3 separate regions of the Mus musculus genome follow, and all the other regions are linked to region 2. Evidence: chromatin contacts called from public HiChIP or PLAC-seq and capture Hi-C data. All regions are on one chromosome and are shown on one strand. The core of a region is the stretch at or near the end of the contact, and the rest is flanking DNA. Distances in the headings are between cores, read along the strand shown. Region 1 holds the start of Fam222a (family with sequence similarity 222, member A). Region 2 holds the start of Svop (SV2 related protein). Region 3 holds the start of Cmklr1 (chemokine-like receptor 1).

The links. HiChIP or PLAC-seq counts read pairs in DNA pulled down with a chosen protein or histone mark. Capture Hi-C pulls out chosen DNA fragments and counts their contacts.
Region 1: a capture Hi-C map of embryonic stem cells shows a contact between it and region 2, with 2.1 times the contacts expected there. The contact joins the promoter of Fam222a here to the promoter of Svop in region 2. A contact is called at or near these places in 1 of 39 promoter capture datasets (pre-B cells) and 1 of 9 other capture datasets (embryonic stem cells).
Region 3: a contact with region 2 is called in an H3K27ac HiChIP or PLAC-seq map of microglia, with 5 times the contacts expected there. The contact joins the promoter of Cmklr1 here to the promoter of Svop in region 2. A contact is called at or near these places in 1 of 115 datasets of contacts at active chromatin or transcription factors (microglia) and 1 of 9 other capture datasets (adipose tissue).

The regions. Positions count from the first base shown.
Region 1 is chr5:114,566,194-114,569,853 of GRCm38.p6, forward strand. It overlaps Fam222a (family with sequence similarity 222, member A), which reads left to right and starts at 2,058. Exons shown (of 3, transcript NM_001004180.1): 1 at 2,058-2,231.
Region 2 is chr5:114,089,905-114,093,919 of GRCm38.p6, forward strand. Svop (SV2 related protein) reads right to left here and starts at 1,476. Exons shown (of 16, transcript NM_026805.1): 1 at 1,248-1,476. The coding sequence starts at 1,282.
Region 3 is chr5:113,647,798-113,651,681 of GRCm38.p6, forward strand. Cmklr1 (chemokine-like receptor 1) reads right to left here and starts at 2,593. Exons shown (of 3, transcript NM_008153.3): 1 at 2,424-2,593. It overlaps Gm52823 (a long non-coding RNA gene), which reads left to right and starts at 2,947. Exons shown (of 3, transcript XR_003955975.1): 1 at 2,947-3,080; 2 at 3,361-3,652.

The sequences.
Region 1 (3,660 bases), core at 808-3,307, 480 kb after region 2:
TCTGTGTAGCCCTGGCTGTCCTGGAACTCACTCTGTAGACCAGGCTGGCCTCGAACTCAGAAATCCACCTGCCTCTACCTCCCAAGTGCTGGGATTCAAGGCATGTGACACTACTGCCCAGTCTTGTGACAGACATTTTAACAGTTTAGGAATCTGTGTCTCCCAGGGTTCAGTTTCCCTGTCTGCTACCTGTGGGCTGTCAGGCAAGTAAGAATGGAAACACCTACTTAGTTTTAGGTGATACTGTGCCTCAGTTTCCCTACCTGTTAAATGGACGACAAACCGGAGCCTTACCAGGTATGGTGGCTTGTGGTCATATTTTCTGCACTCTGGAGGCTGAGGCAGGAGGATGGCTTGAAGCTAGGAGTTTGAGACCAACAGGAGCAACATAGAAAATACTAAGTGCCTGACTCCCGCGGTCAATGTATACATCTGTGGGATGGAGCTGACCAAGGATTCAGCATGTGGTTTGTGTTCCACAGATCTCAGCGCTGATGCCCAAAACTCCACCACCATCCCCAGTCGCTCCGTGGAAAAGGCAATCGGGAAGCTTCACGTCTTAGTTTTGTCCGTAAACTGAGAACAAGTGTCAAATATCAGTGTTCTCCTCTGTAAAATGTAGGCCATAAAGCCAATCTCACAGTTTTGAAAAATTTAAGTGTAGTATGCACTTTGCTCTGTGTGTGTGTGTGTTTAGGTTGTCCCAAGGTTTGATGTTGGGTCTTGCAAACCGCACCCTTTACCATTTGGTGTCACCCCAACCTATTTTTACTATCTTTAACACACTCCTCATAGGGCCTGTTCCAAGAGTAAACGGAATAATGCATAGTACCTACCCTCAAACAGGTACTCAGTGAATAGGATTACCTGCTTTCAACCCTTTAGGTCTTCGACAAAGGGACTACAACAACCAGCATGCCTTGCCCTTCCAATCGGGACTCCTTCGCCTGTTTTAGGCTCGCAGCAAGCCGGGAGTTGTAGTCCTCTAGGAGCAGGACCCGCCTCATCCCCGCTTGGGGAAAAAGGTTGGAGAGCCGCCCTGCCGGCCTTTGAATTTTGCCGCGAAAAGCGCGCGTGGCGGCCCCCAGCCCCGCCTCGCGGAGGACGCGGCGCCGCGTCACCGTGGTAACCGCCTCTCGGCTGCAGCTGATTGGGCCGTAACGCGGGGGGCGGACCGGGGGTGAGACGCAGCGGCAGGAGCGGGCGCCCGCGCCTGTCAGTCGTGCCGGAGCGGAGCAGCGGGCAGCATTGCCGGGCCGGCAGCTCTGCGAAGAGGCTGCGCGCGCCGGCCAGGCCGGGCGAAGAGCCGGGCCCGAGGCTAGGCGAGGGTGCTGGGCAGCGCGAGGTTGCGGCTCCGGGAGCCCCGCGAACCGTCCCGGGCCACGGGCACGGGAGAGACCTGTGCGCCGACCGCTGCTGCGGCGCTCGAGCACCATACCGGGTGCACGGCTCTCCATCCCCGAGTCTGCCCTGCGCCTGCTGGATCTGCTGGTCCTCAGCGCCAAGGCCCGCGAGGCTACATCCCAGTCTCTGCCGCTCGCTGCGGCTGCCACTGCCGCTGCTCGCCGGCTTCCCCTCCCCCCACACCCGGAGCTCGGAGCAGGAGGAGGAGGGGCCGGCTCATTCTCGGCGCTGCTCTCTGCAACCTGCGGGGGCCGGTGCACGCCGGGCGAGGAGCCCGGGCCGCTGCAGGTGCGTGCAACCCTCCGAGGAGACGGACTCTCCACCTCTGAGCAAAGCCGGGAGCTGCAAGCCGAGGGCGGGAGGGCAAGCGAGAGGAAGCAACAAAGACAGGCTGCAGCTGGGGCTGGCGAGAGGGGCCGCGGCCGCCGGCCTCCCAGCGCGGACGGAGAGGGCGCCCTGGGAGAGGCGCGGGCAGAGCTGCAGCGGTGAGCCGGGCCCCGAAGGGAGGCGCAGCGCCTCCCGCCGGACGTATGGAGCACAGTCTCCTGCGAGGATGCGCCGCCTGAGCGCGCGAGCGGCCGGGGTCCCAGGCGGACGCGACGGGTACTGAGAGGGGGGAAAAAAAAACCTTTTTCCGACTTCGGACGGCGCTTCCGGACGCAGGGATCGCCCTCACCGACGGCTCCCCTTTCCATACGAAGAAAGACATCGGCCCCCTAAGGGGGCCTTTCTCCAGCAATCTTTATCACCCCTGCATGGCCGCAACCCGCAGATCGGAGCGTCGTGGCCTCTGAGATTTGGTGCCCTTCGTCCGACTGCCTGATACGGTGAGTTGCGGGGTGCAGAATTTTGGGTTTGAGCTGGGGACAGCTCCTCGCAACCTGGCAACCTGGACTGGCCCTAAAAGGGCCCTAGGTTGTTGGGTGCCCAGAGACAGCAATGCTACTTGTCCACCCTTGTCCTGCCCACACAACTTATTTGGACTGGCTGGAGTGGAGATTGTGGACCCTCGTGGGTATTCTACTGACATCGGTATTTGTCAGAGGAAAGGCACCCCACCCATGAAGCTAACAAAGGTGGTGGCCCTGTCCTCTGGAGATTCTTAGGGAATCTTGTACTTTTGTAAAGATTGATTGGGGGCAGCCAGGGTTGGCCAGCATGGAGGGGGTCTACAAAACCACCTTTGGGATCTTAAAGAGACAGAGCTCAGAGACAGGGAGTCCCAAAACTTCATGTCTGAGGATGGTGTCTTTCCAGGCAAGACATTTGTGTGTCTATTGTTACAAATAACTCACAAAGACAGCATGTTCCAATGGGCTGCATGTGACATCACTGCCCGACCTTTGATGTCACCAGAATTGTGACAACACAGCTGGCTTTGAGTGGAGCCAGAATGGCCAAGGCCGAATGCCTTGGTGTAGTAGAAGGTGAAGGCCAACTCCCTGTCCTCCCCGGCCGCAATCTTATGACCTAAATCCCCACTCGAGGTGGGGGAGGGAGGCAGGCAGTGCCAGCTGTCCCTGCCCCTGAGGACAGGTGTTCAGAACTCTGCCTATGTCTCCTGCAGTGTCTGGAGTCTCCCAGACTCCCAAACAGAGCAACCTCTTACTTTTAAGCAGGATGCTTAAAAGGAGGTCCCCATGAACCCTACCATGTACCCAGCCAGCAACTGGAGTTCCCAGGGTCCCCAGAAAAATGTGGGCTTCAGCCTTCAAACAGGCTTCTCTTGAAAAGGTGAATGTCCTGCCTGAGCCAGAGAGAGAGGGGAGCCAGGACCTTCCTGGTGTGTGTGTGTGTGTCTGTCTGTCTGTCTGTCTGTCTGTCTGTGTAAGTTCAGGGAACTCCCCTGCTCTTCAAGGTAAGGGGCCATGGTCCAGCTGGGACTCCTGCCTTAGCTGTTCCCCTTCTGTCATTTAAGATGACTTTGACAAGCAGTGTAATAGATGCTCATTAAGCAAATACCAGGCCAGGGGGGATAGGTGGAGATGCTGAGAGCCCTCCTCTCCCCACCGAACTCTGGCAGCAGCCCTGTACAGTATGGAGCCCAGAGAGCTCCCAAGCCACAGCCTGCTTACTCTCATTTGCCCATCCCAGCAATCACTGCCAGGGCCAGATAGGGGGTAAAATAGCCACAGTCAAGTTTCTAGGGGAAAGATTGAAGACGCTGGCATTGTTGCTCCCATGGGGGGGGGGGGCGGGGACGACAGGTGAGACAGGGTTTCTCTACAGACCATTTTTACAGCCTCCTCCCAGGCT
Region 2 (4,015 bases), core at 226-2,725:
CATTGTTTCAGTTTGTGGGTTGCCTTTGTATTCGGGGTGATCATTGGGCTCTGGGAACACAGTGTTTGAGCTCAGGGAGCGTGGCATGATTTCCTTGAGGAGGGCTGTCTGTTCTGAGAGTTATATTTTTTGCTTTGGGGTATTAGAAGCGGGTACCCTTTAGCATCGTGAAATGAAGCTGTCATTAGTTGGGGGGTATTTATGGATCTATTAACAGAAGCGTAAAAGTACAATTTTAATTCCTGAAAGCTGTGTAATGAAAAATAATTTGACCGAATTGAGAAGTAAATATGGCAACCCCCACAAACACTCAAGAGTCTCAGAGAGCCAGACCAGTCACACTAAAAGTCACTTGAGAGGGTTCCTCCGTGGCTTGAGGTTTGGGGGGGCACACCATTTTTAAAGTTACACATGCTAACAATACCCAGTCCTTCTCAACAGACCCAAGCAGAATTGACTTCCACCTGCCAGTTAAAAATTAAAACGGGAATCCTGGAATTTGCTTTAACAAAACACCATTGCTGTGGCAGGAAAGCTATCTGTAAATACCTCTGAAGGCCTCTCTGTCTTTTCCACTGCCTCTCTGTGGTTCCCACAAGATTCTCAGTGAAGTAGGTATCCCCAGAAATTTTCCAACCTCAAAGGAATGCATTCCTGGTGTGTCCAAGCCAAAGCATACTCCAGCTAGCTACCCCCCCCCCAACCTTTCATTCAGAAGACAAGAGTCTCAAGCCAGGACTCACAAGCCGTCTCATTCACGTGCTACACAAACAGCCTCTCCTCTAGGAAAGCATACGTGCTGTTTAGAAAGCAGTTTGCAACCTCACACCGTTCCTTTCCGAAAGACCTTGTAGGGGGGAAAAATCAGGAATTGCATAGTATAGGAGAAAGGCTGGAAAGGGACAGATGTCAGCCCTTGTCAATTCAGCCCACATTTCCAAACAGCATCCAATGCATTCTCACAGCCTAGACCTCAAACCCCCTTCGGGGTTGAGAGCGATTTCCAAGGGAAAACACAGAAACTAAGGATTCCCACAAGGTCCTGACAGATCTTGGGGGGGGGGGGGTAGGGAAATGAATGAGAAACAGAAGCTGGGCTGAGAAAATGGCTTGTCTCCTCCAGGCCCAATTCTTCCGTCTGTAACAGCATTTTCCAATCCAAGAGGCCGTGCGGGGATGCACCCCTGCAGGCTTTGCTCTTCTAAAGGGCGCCCTGCCAGCCTCCCTTCGCCCCCCGCGGTACTCACGGCAACTGCCTGAGCTGGAACAGATCCTCCTCCATGTCCGCGGTGCGCCAGGGCGAGCCTGGGCATGACCCTTACATGGTGGAGCAAGGGCCGGTGCTCCGGCTTTCAGCACCGGGATGCTGGACAGCTCTACCGCTTCCTCGCTGGGCAGCTAGCTGCTGGGGGAGGGAGCCCTGCCCGGGAGACAAAGCCAGCCGCTGCCACCGCCGGGAGACCGACAGGAGTGGGCGGAGGACGAGGGGAGGGCTGCGCGGTGGAGGGGGCGGGGCGAGCCCTGCTGCTCCCAGGAGCCCACGGTCCTCTGATTGGGGTGTCTGCGGGACACCCCGACCGTCCAGAAGAAGCCTCCCTCCCTGAGTATTTGTACGAATTGATTAATGTCCGTTTGATGTCCCGGAAGCTTAAGCTCTAGAACGGAGTATAGATTTCTGGAAATGTACTCCACGTATTACACTGCACCTATTAGGTGCCACCAGGCACTGTAGCACGCTGATGGCAGAACAGTTTGAAAAGATTGTTATCACAGAGCTGAGGGCCCAGAAAAGGATCCTGTTGGGTACTGAAGGCTAGAAGGCGGAAGGGTAACTCAGTTACTCAGCCAGCGTTGTGATCTTTGCGGCCTGTGATTCAGAAGTAAACAGCAGAGTCCCTGCCTTGATGCCCTTCCCTTTGAATGAAGATTCTCCACCCTCCCTTGAGCTCCTTGAATTTTCTCAAATGCATCTCAAGTGCCCAGAGGCATGTGCCTGACACATAAGAGCATGCTGGGTGAACATCCATCATGCCTGGGTGTGGTGGCACAGGAAGGGCGAAGCAGGAGGATCGTGAGTTCAAAGGCTGCCTGGGTTACCAGAAAGCTTGGGGACAGATGGGGCACATATCAAACCACATCTCAAAAGTTAAACAAGCCAGGCATGGTGGTACACAACTTGGATCCCCAGCAGTTGGAGACAGAGGCAGGTGAATCTCTGTGGGATCCGGGCCAGATAGGGCTACGAGGTGAGATGCTGTTGGGAGAGAGAGAGAGAGAGAGAGAGAGAGAGAGAGAGAGAGAGAGAGAGAGAGTTGTGCATAATCAGTTGACTCCATCCAAGACCATGAAGCCCCCTGGGTGTGGGTCTGCTGTCTGTACATTTAAATAGCTCCTCAGAAGCCTAGAGAACTCCAGGCTCTGGTGTGAATAAGTGGAGAAAGGAGAAAAATATTCACCTTCCAAGATGGTGACTTCCATGCTTCCCATGGACAAGAGCCATGACTGGATGGAGGATCACAGGGACAGAAGGAAGAGAGGAACGTTCTTTCCTAATGTTTTATAAGTTCTGTGTATGTGTGTGTACGTATATATGTTCATGCCTGTTGGGGGAGTAGGGTACCTCTAGAAGCCAGGAGAGGGTATTTGATTCCCTAGTCTTTGAGTTTCAGGCCCCTGATACAGGCCGTCTGGAAGAGCAGCAAGTGTTCTTAGCTGCTGAGCCATCTCTCCAGCCCCCACCACCTTTATATTTATAGTATGTGTATGGCTGTTTGACTGCACTTATAGTATGTGTGCCTCATGCACATGCATATACTTACAGAGACCAGAAGAGGGCGTTAGATCCCCTAGAGCTGAAGATACAGCTGGTGATGAGCAACCATGTGGATGCTGGGAGCCAAATTCAGGTCCTCTGGAAAAGCAGCCAGTACTCTCAACCATCTCTCCAGTCCCCTGTAAAAGAAGCTATTATTTGCCAGAAATGATTGTTGTCTCTGACGTTTACTGCCCCTGTCTGCTAACCTAGGCCTGGTCCTGGAAGCTTCTAGTCTCTGTTCAATCTAATCTAGACCTAGAAATGTTTTCAGCATCTGAGACTTGCTGCTGAATAAGCTCACCCTTTCTAGCTCTTTCTGAACTCTGGCTGGGTGGTCCACTCAGCAGTTCTGGCTCAAACTCCGCTCCAAGCTGATTGATTCGATCTGGTTTCTTATGGTTTCTCCTGAAACACTCAGCTTGGCTTCATACTAACTTTGGAAGAGATTTTTTTTTCTAATCTTCTGGCTCCTTCTCATTCTCTGGCTCATTCTGTCTCCACCTGTGTCTAGCTTGTCTTCTCTGCAACCTGTCTCTGTAAAGCTGCCTCTTCACCTTTTTCTCTGAGCTGCTCTCTATTAAGTCACCTCTATGTCCATCTCTTCTGAAAGTTGGGCATATCCTATTCTGTCAAATCTTTCTGTGATTCGTCACTTTGTCTGCCACTCAATTAGACTTCACTTTCAAGCATGTCTGCTTCCTTCTACAAACTAACTTTACCTTTATTGTTTGGGTATGCACTAAGAGTGTGTCTGCATTCCAGACAGAGGAATTAAAGGTGTGTACTAAGGCTGAGCCACACAACTAGAGAAAGGTTTTACCAGTAAGCAATGTAAGTTCAGGGTTCACAGTATCATCAAATTTCCTGCAAAGGTCCCTTCCCCACAACCATCTTGTTCATTCATTTATCTGTTTATTCATTTATTTATTTATTTTAGTATTAACAAAGTGGAAAAGGAGTTGGTATATAGTACAAGGACACCAATCTGAGAGATCCAGGCAGTCAGACAGACATAGATACATACAGACAGAATGACAGCACACACTTAAGAACCTCGGACCAGTCCTGTGATCCTCAGCCTTGATAGACTGAGGCAGGAGGTTAGCCATGAGTTTGAGGCCAGCTAGGTCAACAGAGAGAGACCTTGTCTCAAAAACATAAAAGCCAAGGGACGAGAGAGGTGGCTCCATGGTTAAGAGC
Region 3 (3,884 bases), core at 1,343-3,842, 440 kb before region 2:
AGGAAGATATCCAGGACCCTGCTTCTCTCTGTCTCTCGAGATGGAGAGACAGAGACAGAGATCCCAGCTCAGAGCCTCCCCTGGAATTCTGTCGATGACAGTCACAATGTCACAGGTGTCTGTGGTTCAGGGAAGAAGTCACATTAATAATCTGAAAACCCCATGATAAGGTCTGGGAAGATGGCTCAGTGGGTGAAGCGTTTGCCAAGCCAGCACAAGGACTGGAGTCTGAGCCTCAGCAACCATGTAAAAGCCGGATGTGGCAGTGAACACTTGACCCCAGTGCTGGGGAGGCAGAGGTCTGTTCTCCTATGAACATGCATGCACACACACATACACCTGCACATACATATACTGCACATACACACACTGGACCACTGTCTGCCAAGCATTATTGCCAGGGAGATCCTATCTCACTTCTCCTTTGTAAAAATTCTACTGGGTAGCTCCTGTTCAGAACCCCGTCTCACAGATGTGGAAACTGAGGCACAAACCCAGATCTAGAGCTGCGGGGCCCTATAGAGTCTGTGGTGGTCTGTCTCTAGAACCCTAAAAGGCCTCGGGTTTCTAATCTGCAAACTGGGGGTGTTACTAGAACCCTCATCGTGAGGCATGGTCGAGTCCAGAAAACCACCTCAAGATGTCATTCGTAATCAGGCATCTAAGAGGCAGGACTATAGTCCAGTCTCCCAGCCCATTCTGCAGATGCTAAAACTGGGGCCCAGCTTCTCCATGGACAGCTCTTAGGGAGGGGATGGAGGTCCCCAGGGACATAACACTGAGCTGTGCCTCAGTGAGCCCCAGGTTGCTAGGAGACAGACTAGATGAGTGACAGATTATAAGACCATGTGGAAGCAGCTATATGGGGGTGCGGAGACCTCTCTACTGGGTTGAGGTAGATAGAAGCCTGTATGGGGTTCATCTACTCCTCAAAGAGTTGGGCGAGTCCAGAGCCACTTGTCCTTGGCTCTCAGATGATATCTCGCACATGCCAGACACCCCACAAGTTTAAGCTAAGCCTTTCAGAAGAGAGTCCCGAGCCAGCCCCTTCTGCAGCTTGAGTGAACTGTGAACAGGCACACACACTGGCAGCAGCAAGGTCCTGAGACAAGCCAGCCTTGCCCTTGACAGAAGCCAGAACCACAGATCCCCTTGGAAAGGGGAAGGAGAGAGAGTTAAAGGGAAATCAAGGCTTTCTTAAGACACAGCAAACACAAGACCTCCTCCTCCTCCACTTCCTCACTGTGTGACCTCAGACCTGTGGCCTGTCCTCTCTGAGCCACATCACATAAAGAGTTGCAAGCAGAAGTCAGGAAGATCCATAGGGCTCACTGCCCAGCCAGCTAAGCCTAGTCAGTGAGCTCAGGGTCCCAGCGAGAGACCCTGCCCCATCACATAAAGAGTTGCAAGCAGAAGCATCTCAAGCAGAGGCAGGCAGCCCTAGTGTTAAGAAGGCTTCAAGGCTATTGCACCCCTATGCCATGCCATGTACAGCGTCAGCAGGAAGAAATTGCCATGACCAGACAGCTCACATATCTTTAAAAAAGGGTAGTGAAGAACTGGAGCGATGGCTCGGTGGTTAAGAGTACCAGCTGTTCTTCCAGAAGACCCAGGTTCAATTCCCAGCATTGACATGGTTTCATCAGCATCTGTATGTAACACCAGCTGTAGGGGAAGTTGATCCTCTTTTGTCCGGGACTCACGTGCACTCACATGCACAGACCCACATAGATATTGGCATGCATATATATAATTAAAAATAAAATAATTTTAAAACATGGTTTCTCCATGTAGCCCTGGCTGTCCTGGAACTCACTCTGTAGACCAGGCTGGCCTTGAACTCACAGAGATCCTCCTGCCTCTGCCTCTCTCTGGGTCTATGAGAGACCTTGACAAGGCTTATGATAATCAGAGAGTGACAGAAGAAGACACCCCACGTTCTCCCTCTGCCTGCACATCTGGACATCACACAGAGCATCACACACACACAGTGATATGGGGTCACCTATGGGAATATATCCACGGGACTAATACACAAAGCAAAACTATCCCACAAAGTGTTCATGGCAGCGCTGGTCACTCAGAATACTAAAAAACAAAAAGAGAAGTGGACCTCACAGTAGTTACATGCCCCCAAGGCCAGCCTTTGTCAGCAGCCACTGAACTGTCCTCTCGGGAGCCGGAGAGCCTGACGGGGGTGGTCTGTGGCACGGCACAAGTGGGCTTTGCTCTGAGTCGAGGAAGGATTCATCCTCACGGATGGCCTGCGGTGGCCACGCTGGTTTTCACAAACACCAGCGTCGCTCTTCAGCTCTGATTCTATGCTAGAAACTTTTCCTTTGACACACACCCAAAGAGGAGCTCCAGTCCCTGCCTGCGCGTCCCTTCCCGCCCTCTGCAGGACTCAGAACCAAGTGCTGTACCTTCTCTCCAATATCCCCCTCCGGCTCCTGCGACTTCAGGGTTTGAGAACTCGCGCTCTGGCCTCTTTCTCAGTTGTTCTGGTAGTGGCTGTTTGCTTGGAAGCATTTCTTCCATTCACAGAAGATTTCGTCTGAGCCCCGCGGAGCACAACATCCTAAGAGCCTCCCTCTGTCCTGTGTTCTGTGTGGGGACAGGGACAGAACTCAGCCTGAGAAACAGCTGGAGCGGGGAGGGGCGGGAGGAGCAGGAAACAGCCTGGGGAGGGCGGGGGCGCCAGCTGTGTGGAGTGGGCCCCCCGCCACTCCCCCAGAGGAGGCTTCGCCTGCCAGCCAGGCTGGGCTCCTGGGTGGTAACGGCCCACTAGGAATGACCCGCCCCTTGTCTGGGCGCACAACTGGAGCCGCAAATGGAGCCTTGAAACCAGGCTGCTGGGGAAGTTACTCCTGACCGACCTGAAGACCCACCCGCAGCTGGTTATCTTTGCCCGCAGTAGGGACGGTAGCAAGCCCTATGGCCTCTTGCCTGCTGTTCCCTACTTCTGAGTGCTATTCTTGCCCCTAGTGTGGCCAGATGGCTTCCAGCTCCTTCTCCGTGATGAAGAAACCTCCCCTGACAGACTACTCTGGGTTTCCACATCACAGCAAGCACTGACAGAGGTATCACGCTGTCCTGCCTGCTGCCTGTCTTCCCCAGTCTGTCCCCACCACCTGATATAGTGCCTAGTTTATTGGCACCGACAGCAACAGAATTGTTGAAGTAGCCAAGAACAAGGCAGGGTACTGGGCACTCAGTACACAACCTTCACAGTGCTAGGAACTTGATACTACATCCTCCCTACGGCAGTGGTGGTTGTGGACAGGTATTTTTATTACCCTTGTTTATTGGTAAGGAAATTGGGGCACAGAAAGGTTAAGTTTCTTACCCTATGCTACCCAGCTAGGAGATGGCAGAGCTGGAGCCCAACCAGGCTAGATCCCAGTCCTCAACCTCCAGAAGGAAGACATAACAGTCCTTGGCCTGTGTGATCCATAGCAAGTGCTTTGGTTGAGAGTGTCATGCATCACCATGCCTGCTGCAACGGGGCTGGAAGAGTAGATCACGCATGGCGGATGGAGATGCTGAGGCCGTGGACCAGAATCTGTGCCCAGGCAGCCGGCTCGGGCTCACAGCTAAGACCAAGCTGAGGTCTGTCATGGTTGGAAGCCCTGCTGCCTAAAGCTACTTACAGGTGAGGAGAGGGGAGAGAAAGAAGAAGGAAAGGAAGCAGGGGAAAGGTAATGGAGAAGGGTGAGGAGAGAGAAGAAGGGGGGAAGTAAGGGGGAGGAGAGAGAAGAGGGAGAGGAGGGGAAGGAAAAGGAGGAGAGAGAAGAGGAGGGAGGGGAGGGGAAGAAAGGGGGAGAAGGAGAGGAGAGGAGAGGAGAGGAGAGGAGAGGAGAGGAGAGGAGAGGAGAGGAGAGGAG